3 separate regions of the Mus musculus genome follow, and regions 2 and 3 are each linked to region 1. The links are chromatin contacts, called in public Hi-C and Micro-C maps. All regions are on one chromosome and are shown on one strand. Each heading gives the region's core, a stretch centred on a gene start, on an enhancer-like site or on the middle of the called end of the contact. The rest is flanking DNA. Distances are from core to core; before and after follow the strand shown.

Region 1 (5,036 bases), core at 1,842-4,341:
CAGTACAACAATAAAAGGACTTCTTTTTAATGGGGTGTAGAGAAAAGAGGTAATGAGTCAAAAGTAGGGGGGATGACGGCACCTTGCCTGCATAAAGGGGAAGCAAAAGAACTGTCACTTTAAAAATTCTGTCCTGTCATGAGGTAGCACAGGGACGATCCTTCTCCAGGGAATTCCCTAGCGAAATGTACTGTTTCAAGGTGGAACGGAGGCAGTTCCCACAGTGATCTACATTGTGGGAGTTGAGGATATTTGTGATTAAACTCTTCAGGGGGTCTGACCTCACTTTCCAAGTATTTCCACCTTGGGTAATGTCCCTGAACGCCATCCTCATGCCTCAATGGCCACTTGTACGGATGTTTCAGGACCGGCCCTGCTAACTCCTCCTCTTCCTAATGGAGAAGCTGTTGGGATGGGGGATGGGAGAGGGTTTGAACAGGGGGGGGGGAGAATTGGGGTGGCCTGGAAACTCTACAGAAGTCCTTTCAAAGTTTGGCTTTCAGCATCCAAACGCTGACACCATTGCATACACTAGCAAGATTTTATCGAAAGGACCCAGATGTAGCTGTCTCTTGTGAGACTAGGCCGGGGCCTAGCAAACACAGAAGTGGATGCCCACAGTCAGCTAATGGATGGATCACAGGGCTCCCAATGGAGGAGCTAGAGAAAGTACCCAAGGAGCTAAAGGGATCTGCAACCCTATAGGTGGATCAACATTATGAACTAACCAGTACCCCGGAGCTCTTGACTCTAGCTGCATATGTATCAAAAGATGGCCTAGTCGGCCATCACTGGAAAGAGAGGCCCATTGGACACACAAACTTTATATGCCCCAGAACAGGGGAACGCCAGGGCCAAAAAGGGGGAGTGGGCGGGTAGGGGAGTGGGGGTGGGTGGGTATGGGGGACTTTTGGTATAGCATTGGAAATGTAAATGAGCTAAATACCTAATAAAAAATGGAAAGAAAAAAAAATAAAATGCCATTGGCAACATCTATCTTAAAAAAAAAAAAAAAGAAAATCAACTGTAGTGCATGTCCATTGTACTTGATTTTTCTCATTAAAACTGTGTCTAGATAACAAAAAAAAAAAAAAAAAAAAAAAGAGTACTAGGAAGTAGGGAGGGGATTAAGGAACAATAGCTCCAAATTATTGAGAGAAAAACTCAGTAAGAATTCCTTTTCCAAAACCAGGATGCTGCAGTGTGTCCCTATTTTAAGGTCACTGGCCTCCAAGGGGAAGCTGTCACTGTAATTGGTACTGAGCTTCTGGGTTGTAAAATCCACACCAGGACCCTTTCCTCCAGCTCTGCTGACTCTAAGGTTGATTCTTATCCCGACTGCTTATTTTTAGCAGCTTAAGTAAGGCAGGGGATGAAGAAAGCTATCTAGTAGAATATTCTGAATTTTATCTTTACAAGACACCCAAATCCCGAAGAAGCGGTGGCTTCTGGGACTCTCTTTATCTCTCTCACCATATCTGCCACTATCTGAGAAGTCCCATCTCCGTTGTCTCATCTCCCTAAATGACCACAGAGGTCTCACCATTCCACCCTTAGCTTTACTGTGCATGCCCTTTCTTATTCACACGGGGGCCAGAGATGTGCAGCACAGATCTGACAACGTGGTCTCTCGGCTACATAAAATTGTGGTTTCCCAGCATCATGTCAATGCACCCCACACTCTTCCCTGAATCCTGCCACGCCCTCCTTCATCTGAGCTGCCTTTGGTCCATTTCAGTTCCACTCGAGTCGCCCGCTTTGTCTGTATACTCTAGTCTAGGGGCCATTCACTTCTTCTCCCTGGACATTTTCACTGGCTGCTCCCCGCACCTTGCAACAATAAGGCCAAAGCTTTATGCATGCGCAACTTCTCACCTTCTTTACACAGGGAGCTCAGGATTGACTGAGGCTCCCAGCAGATATGAAGTGACACCTTTTATCATAATTGATTTACAAATCCAGCTTGTTGCCAGATATGCTGACACTCCCTAAAATAACTGTATTTGCCCACATCTCTATTTGTTATTGTTGTTTATACATTTAATTGTCTCTGATCCACCTTATCTGTCTATGCTGAGCTTCAGGACTAAATCTCCAATGAACATGTAAATGTGCAGACCTTATGGAGTGAGCCTATATCTCAAGGACTCCAGGAAAGACTGACAAGGTACCTGGGAGGGGCAACCTGGCCTTGCACTTTAGTACCATCGAGGCTACAGTGCCTAAGTAACAACTCTTGATCCCTGCTCTGCTGCGGGATTTATTTCTTAGTGAGCCGCCAGGCACAGCTCAACTCCAGCAGCCTTACTCCGGAGGCACACAACAAGGTTCCACTGTGCCACCTTGTGTCCTGACTTCCCATGACAACAAGCTTGCTTCTCAGAGCTCAAACCTACTGTAAGCTGCCAGCCCCAGGAAATTCATATGTTCTCAGAGATTTTTTTTCCCCAGTCTGAGATAGGAGACCTTCTTATCTTTGCTTATGAAACAAACTTTCACTACAACAGGAGTCACAAGGTTCCAAATGGCTCCCATTCTCTGGCATATGCGTGCTAATGGGAAGATGGGCAGTTGCTTTCTGCAGGCCAAACCATGCATCTCCATAAAGGCCTAAGAGCCTGAGGAGGGTGTTAGTTTCTCTTACGTCACAATGTTTGTTTTGTTTTTTTTTTAAATAGGAAGGCACGTTTCTGATGCCTTTTGTAAGGATATGGTGATTTCTTTTGACTTTATTATAAGACTACTTAACACCAAATCAAACTTTAAGAAGTCTCATATAGCACAGGCTGTGGTTTATAACAGCAAGACAATTCCATGACACAGTCCGCCATGGCACTGCATTACCCAAAGAGTCTGCAAGTCAGACCTAAAGAAGCCACTTACACAGGGGTCAGGCTTTCCAAAGAGCAAAGGATGTATCATGCGAAGCCCATTTGTGTCCCCTGGAGATATTAAATGTCTTCAAAATCCTCTCGGTGAAACAGTATCTACGTGAGCTAAGTGACTGTAGTTACTGAGCCGGGAAGGAGGCGTTTCCTGGCTCTGTCAATTTCTAAAGAGTTCTAGGGTCGGGGGAGGAGCTGACACTTTGTCCAGCCAGTCACCACTTAAGTGAACTTACAGGTGGAATGTAGGCGTCGGCTTCAGTCCACACAGCCAATAGACGCAGGCCCTCCCCAGGTGAGTCTCATTACAAACTTTTACAGGTCAAGTGTGTTTAAGATGCAGGAAAGGTCCAGGACCGGTGAGGCCACTGAATGGAATCTGCTAGCCAGGGAAAAGCAAGAGAAGGGAGCACTACGTGTGTGGCAGGGAAGAGGAAGTGCGCTGGAAGCACAAGTCACGCTCACAGCGGTGGGTGAAGGCCGAGGACCCCTTGCTTCTCGCCTTGCCTGTCTAAAGTTAGCTCTTTCCTGTTGTTTTTCTTGGCAAATCAGGCTAAAAGTTAATGTGGATGGGAGAGCTTAATGTCAGCAAGCACTGGGAAACAATTTTAAAGGGTGTCATAAAGTTTCTGTGACTGCTTTTATTCTTTTAAAACAAAACAAAAACCAACCAAACACAAAACAACAACAACAACCACACCAAAAACCGAAGGCAAAAACACCATCCATGGGTATTGTGGAAATCCTCAAGCACACAGAAAGTGCTCAGCTCATTCCGTGTTTCCCTTCTGCTTGCGGATTTGACAAGCTCTGGGTGATCCCTCCAACTGTAAGAGGGCAGAACTACATGAAAGGGCTTTCTCAATAAATGTCATAGTAAGTAAGGGGCGGCACACAAAAGAGTAACAAATGTAACCATGGCCTGGGACTCTGCCTCCCCTTAAATTAAGGGGCCCTGGAAGCAGCAGTCATGGGAGGAAGAGTGCCTTGGCCATCCCCACACATTCTCCTATCCTAGACTCTTCTTGGGGGCCTCTTCCCTACTGCAGGGCTCTTTCACAAACCAGCACATTTTTGTAAAACAGAATTGAGCAACTGAACATAAGTTGCCAGTTCCTTACTTTGCAAATTGAGAATGTCTTCAGAACGACTTAAAAAGGAGGCCAAAGGCACTGAGCTATCTCACTGGAGACTTCACCCGGAAGTCCCCTATTCGGTGCTGCTGAGTTTCTTCTGTTCACCGCAGCCAAAAGAACATGCCAATCACCTTGCCCCTCTTCCTGATCTCCAACTGCAGACAATTAAGTCAAAAGTCCAGAGTGACAGCACATCTCCAAGAGTGCTACCCCCTCTCCCTTTGCAAGCATCATCCACTCAGACAAAGCAAGGGCTCTAAGGCAGAACCTCCCACCTCCAGTGCACCAAAGCGTGTGACAAACCAGTGTCAGTCCCATCTTGGTTACAACATAAGAGAGTGCCCTTCTACCCAGATTTCAGATAACAACATGGAAGTTCAGAAACACTGCCTAAGGCTGGCCCAGGCTATGCTTGCCCCACCAGCGAGTGGCAGCCATGACAAGGGGCCAGAACAGGCCAAACCATTACTTCTCTTACTGAGTAGTTACAAGAGAAAACTAAGGAGAGACTAAGAAATTAAGTACCTTCTGCCCAAGTTCAACAACAATAACAGATAACGGGGAAATTGAATTCTTTGCATTTTAAAGAGCAGGACAGAGAAACTGCCACAAGCAAACACAAATGGGTCTCAAAGGGATTCAGAACATGGGTCCCACAATTGACTGTCCTAGAGGAGACAGGAGTCCCTCACACCCGCAGACAGTCGTTGTTATAACTGGGGGACGGATGTGTTATGGCATCCAGGCCTCACTTGAAACCAGCCTTTTCCCTCCTTCAGCCTCCCAGGATGTTAGTAAAAGTTGCTTTATCAGAGCAGACTAATTCCACAAACACAGAATTTCATTAATTTCATGGGCAGTGTTGCTATTTTTAATGTAGTCATCTGTCACTTTGGTAGGTGGCATGCACTGCAAAAATCACTAGAGAACATAATCCACTTTTAAATTTAGAAACAACAACAAAAAGTCTATGAGAGAACAGACTTAATTCTAACTATCTCCAAATGATTTTTCA
Region 2 (5,036 bases), core at 804-3,303, 180 kb before region 1:
TTTCCTTGCGTTCCTTGAATAATGCAGCAATAAATATAGATGTGCAAGGATCTTTTGGGGAGGATATGGTTTCCTTTGGATATATTCCCAGGTGTGGTCCAGCTGGGTAATATGGTATCTCTATCTTTAATTTTTTTTTGAGAAGCTTCCACACTAATTTCCATAATGACTGTTCTAGTCTAACCTGCTGTCTGTGGTTGTGTGGGTTCCTATAACAGTGGAGAGTGGGAGCTCTGGTCACTGGAGCCAGAGTACCTTGGCTTGACTCCTAGCTGTTACAGGACATTCTGTGCTGCAAACACAGCATCCATTACCATCCTGATCAGAGAGGCTTTGACTTCTGCAAGAGAGCCTCAGACTGAACCTATCGACGTGTCTTCATAGGAGGAGCGGGTAGGAAGGATCATCAGACTCTCACATGAGAGGGATCAGACCCTCATATGAGATCTCAGAGCCTCCTTCCTGCAAGTAATATTTATTCCATTCAAGCTGCCTGTGGTTGTGTGTTCTAGGGAGGTATTTGAGAATAAAAGTGTGTGGCAAGTTAACTGATGGGGACTCCTTCTATTCAGCTGTAGGGAAATTATCATGCCTTCTGGTTGAAACTTTTGGGTGATGAGGCAGCTTTGGGGTTACCCATATTCCTATAAATCAGCCCTCGTACATGCTCTGTAAGTAAGCTCATCAAACTCGCTGGTTCTTCAAGATGGACTTGGACAGAGTTGTGGTTGATGTCTTATCTGGTGTGAAGAGACCTCATTCATATCTCACCTAAAAACACTCGTGTGACCTTAGCTCTGCTACCACTTGGTGGTGTAACCCTGGGCAGCCTTCTCTCCTGATCTCAGTCTCTGGTGGAAGGGAATAATTCCCATGATGCTGACCTCCTTAGGTAATGCTGACCACTAACCCAGGAAGTCTACTCACTGAGGTTATCAAGAGGGCCTGGGGCAGAGGGAAGTGCTCTATAAACAAACATAGACTGTTGGCTCATCTGCCTCTGCTTTCTTTTAGAGCATAGATTCCTTAGGGTGAAAAAAAAATCTAACTCTGGTGTCCCCAGTGTGATGCTCATCGTGTGTCAGTGGTGTGAATAAAATAAATAACTGAATGAACTACGAGTGCTGACCTACTCAAAACCATAGCTTTATAGCCAAGGACTCCAATAACCAAAAACAAAAAACAAAGACAGAAAGAAAGAGAAAGAGAGAGAGAGAGAGAGATAAAGAAAGGAAGAAAGAAAGAAGGAAAGAAAGAGAGAGAGAGAGAAAGAAAGAAAGAAAGAAAGAAAGAAAGAAAGAAAGAAAGAAAGAAAGAAAGAAAGAAAGGGGAAGGGAAGAGGGAAGGGAAGGGAAGGGAAGGGAAGGGAAGGGAAGGGAAGGGAAGGGAAGGGAAGGGAAGGGAAGGGAAGGAAAGGAAAGGAAAGGAAAGGAAAGGAAAGGAAAGGAAAGGAAAGGAAAGGAAAGGAAAGGAAAGGAAAGGAAAGGAAAGGAAAGGAAAGAAGGAAAAGAAAAACATAACACAAGCCACACTTACCCTGGCATGCTCTGCATGTGTTATCTTTCTGATGCCTACCAGGACATTTCTGTTCTTATCTCCCCCCCCACCCCACCCCCACACACACCCTGGCCTAGGTGAGAACATCCCCTTTTACCCAAACCACAAGAGAATGATTAAATTAACTCACACTGGGAAACTATTAAGAAGATGGGTTAGATCTGTCGTCTTTCTATGAAATGATGCTTATAATAAACAATTAAATGATGAAATCGGGTAACAAAACTATATTCTGGAATAAAGCACACATTTTATAGCCTAATGTCTAGACTGAATGTCTCCTAGATTTGCACATTAGACCTTGAGAAACTTCCCTGGCAGGCCAGCTCAGACCACCTGAGTGGAAGGACAGCCATTGGTCTTTCTTAACAGCTCCCCAAGGGACTACAAACTTGGGAGACACTGTTATCAGAGGCTATCTCAGCCTGGTGTGACTGCTGGCATTTTTATTTGCTTCTTTTTGCTTATCTTTGCATTCTCTGCTATAAGCATATGCACAGCTTTGTCTGATAAGGAAAAAGAATTCGCCATCAAAGCACAGGAAGGAAAGAGGGTGCAATATAAGCCATTTACAACGTCAGCCAGTCCCTTAGAAAAAGACATGGGTGAGCTGTGCCTGTTGCTGTTGAAATGAAATCATAATGAAGCAGGAACATGAGGAGGAGGAGACTACAAACACACTATGCTCTACAGACCAGCGATGGGAGAGATTGTTAGACAATAAGCCAGACAGCCCCAAAACACCGGGATCATTCTGGAGGTGTAGTAACCTCCCAAATAGTTAAAGTCTACCTCTAGCTGTCAACTGCTCTCAGACTGCGGCCAAAAGAAGACGGACAACATGTGCAAATGTCCCACAGTCCGTAACTCTGGCTGAGCTTAAAGTAGGTGCCAGTGGCTACTAGGTATATAAATCCAACTCACCTTATGCAGAGAAGTTGTAAATAATCCCCATGTTACCTCTGGAGTAAAACTTAGACATAAACTCAGCATTTATGTTAGAGACTGAGTAGGAAGTGGGAATGGGAAAACCCACCCATAACATTTGCCCAGCCTGAAGCAAAAAAAGCTCTATGGGAGCCCAAATCCCATAGAGCGATGTGAAAACTGATAAATGTATTCTCTCTCCCTACTTGGATGAGTGGTCATCCAAATGTCAGGGTTCTCTCGAGCAGTGGTTCTCAACCTTCCTAATGCTGTTAATACAGATGCTCGGGTTGTAGTGACCAACCCCCCCCCCACCCCCCGCACCATAAAATTATTTCATTGCAACTTCGTAACTGGAATTGTGCTACTGTTTTAAATCATACTATAAATATCTAATATGCAAGATATCTAATATGTGACCCCGGTGAAAGGCTTATTCAGCTCCCAAAGGGTTATGACCAACTAGAGGAACGGAACTGATAGGATGAACATATCTTGAAAAGGGATCGGGGGCTGGTGAGATGGCTCAGTGGGTTAGAGCACCCGACTGCTCTTCCGAAGGTCCAGAGTTCAAATCCCAGCAACCACATGGTGGCTCACAACCATCCGTAAAGAGATCTGACTCCCTCTTCTGGAGTGTCTGAAGACAGCTACAATGTACTTACATATAATAAATAAATAAATCTTTAAAAAAAAAAAAAAAAAAAAAAAAAAAAAAAAAAAAAAAAAGAAAAGGGATCGGCTTATACAAGTGATCTGGGCAGTCCAGCAATGGCTATTGTCACACAGGAAAGACCGAGTAGCCAACAGCTGCTCAGTACAAAAGGTAGGATGCCTTGAAGGCCTGAGGGAAAGCTAATGGTCTTCAGTTCACATCTGAAAAAGATGGTTCTGAAGTCAGCCGAGAATTTCTGCAGCAGCGGGAGCAGTTGCAGCAGAGTAGATGAACTTGCCAGTAGAGTGCAAAGGCAAGCAGCTAAAGAGCACAGCCTCTTTTTATCCACTGCCACCAGAAGGCACTGGGAACATGTAGCATGGGTCTCCCCACATCAAATGACATGATCAAGAGAATCTCTTATGAGCTAGACTACTTTGTATTTAATCTGCTAAACCGGCTGCAGAGCCACAACTTTGAGGAGGTTTTAAAGTTAGCTATGGCATTCAGGATTTGGAATTCCTTGATGCTGCGTAAAATAAATGTCAGTAGTGCACATTTCATGGCATGAAATATGAAACACTCATTACTAAGTCGAATTATCTAAGGCAATTCATGCACCTAGCAGAAATTCACCATGTGTTTGTGTAAGCCATATGAGAGGTATTATGGGCTGATAGAAATTTTTTTAAAAATAGAATTAAGAGTATTTGTGTGTTTTATTTGTTTATGAATAATTAGACTATACTATTTAAATATGCAAAACAGCTGAGAACGATGCTGCACTTGCTTACAAGAAGTAAACTTCAAGTTGTTCTACGGGTGCACAAGTAGCCGCACGTAGCCATAGACTGCATTCAGAGACCAGGAGCCGCATTGCAGATGGTCACCAAGGCTGCCGTTGCTCAAGCAGAGGAAGTGCCACCTGTCCTGAGGACAGTGGAGCAGAGTCAACTGTTCTGAGCTGTCCCTGTCCCTGTGTGGCTGTGCTCTGACTCCACTTAACTCCCGCCTGAGAGTAAACGCACACTCCAGAATGTAGACGCGATTGCGTAATCTTACTAATTAGTAAACCAGCGACTGCCGAGAATCAGGGACTCACTTGTTTTACAGTACACCTAATTGTTTACAGGATGTTCAGGTTACAAAATGACATAGGTGTAATTAATAACCTTACTAATACATTTAATTATATAGCGGTGAAAACCACATGTCCTCTGTGGAGACTTTATAAGTTCATTTCATATCAGTAAATTTTTTTTCCTTAAAAAAAGGAAAAGAAAAAGAAAGTTAAAAAAAAAAAAAAAGGAAAAGCCCTGACAGGTGTTCTCAGTGGCTTATCTCTTGGCTGGTTTAAGCTTATAACCAAGATTGCTCATCACAATGTGTAAACCCAGTGATATCGTGTGACCAGAAACATATCAAGATTATCATCTGGGGCTGGAGAGGTGGCTTGGTGGTTCAAAGCACTGACTGCACTTGCAGAGGACCCAGGTTCAATTCTCAGCACCCACATGGTGGCTCACAAGCATCTGTAATGCCTGTACCGGGGGATCTGACACCCTCTTCTGACCTCCTTGGATGCAGCATGCGGATAGTGTAGCTATCACTCAGGCAAAGTACCCATACACCGAAGATTCACATGGATAGTAGTGGATAGGCGAGCTATATCTGGACTTGTAGTAAGGTCATAAGTATTCATAAATTGTATGTATCAATTTCCTAAGTTATGTTTTATGTCACTATTTCAAAAAATAATTAATCATGTATCATAATATATATTTTCACAAAACTTGTAAGTATTAACAAAAATAATTTAATTACAATCAAATATTTAAGTTACATTAAATTGACTGGAGTTACATTGTCAACTGTTATTATATAATACATAATTAAG
Region 3 (5,036 bases), core at 876-3,375, 130 kb before region 1:
AACGAAGAAGAACAAATTATTCTTCAACTGTGCCGAAGGTGAAAGCGGTCCCAGAGAATCATTCCAGCAAGAGCTGACAGAGAGGAAAGCTTGACAGGTGTCAGCTCTGACTATTAAGACAACTGGAGCTCAGTTCAAAGGGAGGGAGAGAGCAACTGTGTGTCTGACAGCCTTAGACAGGGTTACTAGCCTCTACCGAGTGTCCCTCCACTTTCCCTTTCCCACTGAAGGGAATGGACTTGCTTGCCATACATTCAGCTGAACTTACTCCTAAGGTTTCCATCCAAAACATTATTTTGGTCATTATCCTGTGACAGAAAACTATACCAGGACAGTAGATGAACTTACTCTTTTGCAGTTGGAAGTGCTTGGTCATCTTGTGGAACTCATTAACACCAAAACTTGAATGACCCTAAAAGAGAGGCATTGTAAGCAGGTTATTGATCATGAATAACAGATGGGCTAGTAAAAACAACAACTAAAGAGGTCTAACCATTTCCTCCCAAGCCCCATTACAATTGCAACATTTATTGGTATCCAGTAAATAATGAAAATATTTTAGTATATGTCTCTTTAGTGTTGGGGACATACTTGGGCTAAAACAATAACTGTTTCATCAAGATTCAAATGTAAATGATTGTCCTGGTTTGTCCCTCTGACTGATTGTTTTTGCTAAATCTTGCAACTGCAGTCTGGCAGCACGGAGTCCTCTCTCACCTGAGGCAAGCTTCTTACTCCAAGAATGAGGCAAAAGTTGCTTATCTTAAATTTTTTCATAAAAAATAAAAATCTTTTGAATCACCCAGCTGACTGTAGGATTTATATTCTTGAACTGCCTTTGATTTCCACTAAGATTTTTTTCCCCCAATCTGGAAAATTTTATAGTTGAGTACCAAATGTTTTAGGAGTACATGCACGCAGAATAAAAGTAGATATGGCCTCACACTAATACGGGTACATTGTTTTAAATATCACGCTGCATATTTAATGAGACTCTGAAGACAGCAAGCTTTCAATGCATACCAGTTCATCAGTTTGCTCTTTAGGCGCAAACTCCAGCCTTGCTCCCTCTCCTTGGTACTTAACTCCATATTTACAGTCAGCTTACTGGTATGCTTAGTGTTGTTCCCTAACTTGCCAGTGTTACTGGGGTTAGGCACTATCTGCAGAGTCTCCGTTCTTTCTGAGCCATGTGCGTAGGCCACGTTGCTCAGTTCACAACAGCGTTCGCAGACGGATCCCTTAAACCCTGTGCTTGCCCCTTCATTCTCTGGTCCCCGATCCCCAGTGTGATTTGCTGCTGTTTCCGGGTTCTCTGCTATTCCCTGAGATGCTGCTGCTTGTATCCCAGATGTCCTGGAACCACCCTGTGTCCTTCTTTGTGCTCCCCTGTCAGTCTCTCTTCAGTGTGTCCTTCTGTAGAACTTTCCATTTTAGTCTTGGTGTCTAGTTTATTACATCGTTTTTCTTTTTCATTTACTCTTCTCTCATAGATCAGATCCCAACCACAGCTTCCCGTCCCTCCTCTCCTCCCAGTCTCTTACCTTCACCTCCCTTCTCCCCCATATCCATGACTCCTCTGGTTCCCTTCAGAAAAAAAGCAGACCTCCCCAGGGATAGCAATCAAACAAGGCATATCAAGTTGTAATTAGATTAGACCCACACTGGCACACCAAGGCTGGACGAGGCAATCCAGTAGACTGAAAATGTTCTCAAAAGTAGGCAAAAGAGTCTGAGACAGCCCCTGCTCCCTCTGTTAGCCATCCCAAAAGAACACTAAGCAGCACGCTATATATGCAGAGGACCAAGGTCTTACAACATTGTTTAATTTCCTAAAGTCATATCTCTTGGGGATTCTTTTATATTTCCTTTTGACAGCCTCTTGTCATATCATCTAACATCTCTGAGCATAACTACTGCTGTTGCCATTTCCCCACTTTAACATTTACTGAGGTTCTTTTGTTTATATGTGGGGTGGAGAGGGGGGGGGGGTCTTGCTTCATCTCTCTTTCTCCAAGACAATGAAGATGTCTTTCTTTCGAACTGAAGGCAGCCCTCTGAGAGCATGGACCATCTGTTATTATTACTAAGTCAGAAGCCGCCTGTGCAGGAAGGAAGTCGGTGGATTGGATCACTTCACTGAAGGGTGGTAACACAGTCAGCATCTCCAGAAAGGAGTTCTCTGCTCCTCTCCTCAGGGGTGGACAAAGAACAGCTGTCTACAGTTAGGAGAACAGGAAATCTGGCCTTTAGTAACCCCATTTCCCCTAAAAGTAGATGCATTTCTCTATTTCTTTCATAGGGTGTTCTGTGTACCAAGCACCCTACAGGTCCATTCCTAGTACTGGATGCTGCTACCAACCAAAGCATTTACTTCAAACACTGATTTCTGATAATGGATAAGAGTGATTCCAACTGTCCTACCATGATGTGAAAGGGCAGAAATGGCATGAGACCTTCAAATGGAGAATTCTGAAGTGGGATAGGATGAGGGCGCAGGAACAGAGAAAGCTGGGAAATCTCTGCGTGCCTTGGGGTCTAAGCTGGTTAAAGACTTAAAGCTGGTATTGTCCCATAGCTAACAAGGACAAGAAGAATGAGAATGGAGGCCACTGTGCCAGAGAAGTAAGTATTTAACAGCATGGAACTTGCCATGCTGTTGTTGAGCCTAAGTCCCAGTTACCTATCTTCTTACCCACTCCAGCTCCAGTTACTATCTAACATGGAATGTTCAGTTCCCTCCTGAATCTTGATTCTGTTTGTACTGTTCTTGACCAGGACCAGGTCATTCTTCAGTGACAGATTCATGAGGAGAAAGATCTAAAAGATCAGAAATACAGGGGATTTTAAAAAGCCAAGAGGTCTTGCATAAGCTATGTCTATGCCAAACAACATTATTGAGAAGTTATAATCTTATAGTCATATTTTGGGGGAGAAGTGAGATGAATTCAGCAGGAAGCTAATCAAGTAATACTATACAAAGGGAATACAGAATATCTCAAGGGCATTAGAGCCTAAGCACACAGTGGCCTTGGAACTGATAAGTCCAGTCTCTTCAGGGGGAAAAGCCAAGTTCACAGGAACCAAATCCTTAAGTTCTCTGAGGCCTTGGCCGCAGCTCCAGACCAGACCTTGCCAAGTCTGCTCTTCTGCAAGGACACAGAGTTAAGTTCCCTTTGTCCTTTCAATCAGGACCTCTGAGAAAGCTTGGGATCAGCCTGGCTCTCAGCATTCTGGTGCCAGGTGACACTGGATACCATCCCAACTCCACAAAGCGTCCCAGAAAAAAGTAATACAGAAGTTCCTCTAGAGAGGGGGTACAAAGTAGTGGTCGTACAAAGGTGGGAAAGGGGTGACCAACAGCACTTAGGTTTATAGAGAATGACTGAAGACTTGATTTTGACCATCTGTGGTGGTAGATTATCTTTTAGGTCTTCTATACCTTTATGCTGGCCTTTAGTTTAACTCTGTTCAAATTGTTTGCTAACCATACCTGCTGCCCCCTGCCTCCTTCTAAAGATCTAGTGAAAGCTCTTGTCTCACTCTACCACTATGATAAACACCATGACCAAACGTAACTTGGGGAGAAAGGGTTTGTAACAGGGCTCCAGACCTGAATAGTCCCCCTGATCTTAGCACAACCAACTCCATGATAGAAGTCCCATTCTGGCTGTAAAACTCAACTTGTAGACAGCACCACCTGTCAAAACTGAAACAAAGGCCCAATCCATCAAAGTCCATAGTTCTGGGAAAGTCTCTAAATGTACTAACCTTGCTTTTGGCTTCTGTAATTGCACTCCTGGCTAACTGTTCTTGTTCACTGAAGTATGTCAACTCAGAACATGATTTTTGTGAAAGGCTTCAAGCTACATTGGAACCCCAAACAACCAGGGTAGTTGTTGGCCTGCTAATAAAGACTTCCTATTGGCTTAAACACATGTTCCAGCAGTCTTCTCCGGTAAATATCCCACAACTGGTTTATCTTGGCTTACCTCTCTCAGTTCAGCAAGGGAACTCATGGAAGAAGCCTGGAGGCAGGAACTGAAGCAGACATAGATGAGCATTGCACACTAGCTTGCTCTTCTTGGTTGACTCAGTCTGCTTTCTGTACAGAACCACCTTCCAGGACAGGCATCACCTATATTCAGCTTGGCCCATCTGCATTATTCATTAATCAAGAAAGCGTTCCACAGACTTGCTTGCAGTCAGTGTGATGGAGGCATTTTCTCAGCTGAGGTCCATCCCAGATGACTACTCTAGCTTATGTCAAGTTGACAAAAAATATATATATATTTTTTAAAAGAACCCAATCAGCACAGCTCTCAGAGGCATGTTTTATTATTTTCTACCCTAAGGATTTGCAAGGCCATCGCTTTATTACCAAGATTAAATCACAACGAAGCAGAACACTTAAACAGACCAGTAAAGAGATTGGATCAGTCATAAAAAGTCTCCCATCAAAAAAATTCCAAGGCCAAGCATGACTGATGAGTTCTGCTAAACATTAAGAGGTAATTCCAGTTCTCCTAAGTTGTTAAAAAAATAAAATAAAATAAAGTATAATAAAATAAAACAAAACAGAAAAAGAGACATTCTTCTAAACACATTCCATGATGTCAGCCATAGTGGAATTCTAAAACCAGATAGGGGAAGGAGGAGGAGGAGGAAGAGCAGGAGGAGGGGGAGGATAGGGGAGGCAGAGAGAGAGGTGGTAGGGGTGGGGGCCAGGGAGAGGCTAATAACCTTGATGAACATGGTTGAAAAAAATCCAACCAAATATTAATACTAGCAAACTGATTTAAAGATCACATCTTAAAAAAATCATTTGCAAGGGTAGTGCAACATTCACATCAAGTGGGATTCATCGCTATGCAAGGGTAGTGCAACATTCACATATCTATAAATGTGATGTGCCATAACTATTGAGTAAAAGGCAAAACACATGATCATTTCAATACACACAGAAAAGGCATTTGATAAAATTCAGTATCCATGTCAGAGAGTGTGGTGCACCCCAGCATTGGGGAGACCGGACA

The links. Hi-C and Micro-C count contacts between places; a contact is called where the count stands out from the background.
Region 2: a Micro-C map of trophoblast stem cells shows a contact between it and region 1, with 3 times the contacts expected there. The contact joins two enhancer-like sites. A contact is called at or near these places in 20 of 484 Hi-C or Micro-C datasets (brown adipocytes, cerebral cortex, cortical neurons and 8 more), 2 of 115 datasets of contacts at active chromatin or transcription factors (both in embryonic stem cells) and 1 of 9 other capture datasets (embryonic stem cells).
Region 3: a Hi-C map of uterus shows a contact between it and region 1, with 2.5 times the contacts expected there. The contact joins two enhancer-like sites. A contact is called at or near these places in 2 of 484 Hi-C or Micro-C datasets (both in uterus) and 2 of 115 datasets of contacts at active chromatin or transcription factors (both in embryonic stem cells).

Annotation. Positions count from the first base shown.
Region 1 is chr6:93,724,695-93,729,730 of GRCm38.p6, forward strand. The region is part of intron 12 of Magi1 (membrane associated guanylate kinase, WW and PDZ domain containing 1); the gene reads right to left. Among named protein-coding and RNA genes, the nearest start is that of Gm23035, 67 kb to the right of the region's middle. Within about 2 kb of position 3,092, at least 36 of the 459 cell types and tissues checked have an H3K27ac peak or open chromatin away from gene starts, as enhancers often do. A contact at or near this core is called in trophoblast stem cells and uterus, where this site is marked.
Region 2 is chr6:93,549,393-93,554,428 of GRCm38.p6, forward strand. No RefSeq gene overlaps it. Among named protein-coding and RNA genes, the nearest start is that of Gm22312, 42 kb to the left of the region's middle. Within about 2 kb of position 2,054, at least 4 of the 459 cell types and tissues checked have an H3K27ac peak or open chromatin away from gene starts, as enhancers often do. A contact at or near this core is called in trophoblast stem cells, where this site is marked.
Region 3 is chr6:93,597,451-93,602,486 of GRCm38.p6, forward strand. No RefSeq gene overlaps it. Among named protein-coding and RNA genes, the nearest start is that of Gm22312, 90 kb to the left of the region's middle. Within about 2 kb of position 2,126, at least 11 of the 459 cell types and tissues checked have an H3K27ac peak or open chromatin away from gene starts, as enhancers often do. A contact at or near this core is called in uterus, where this site is marked.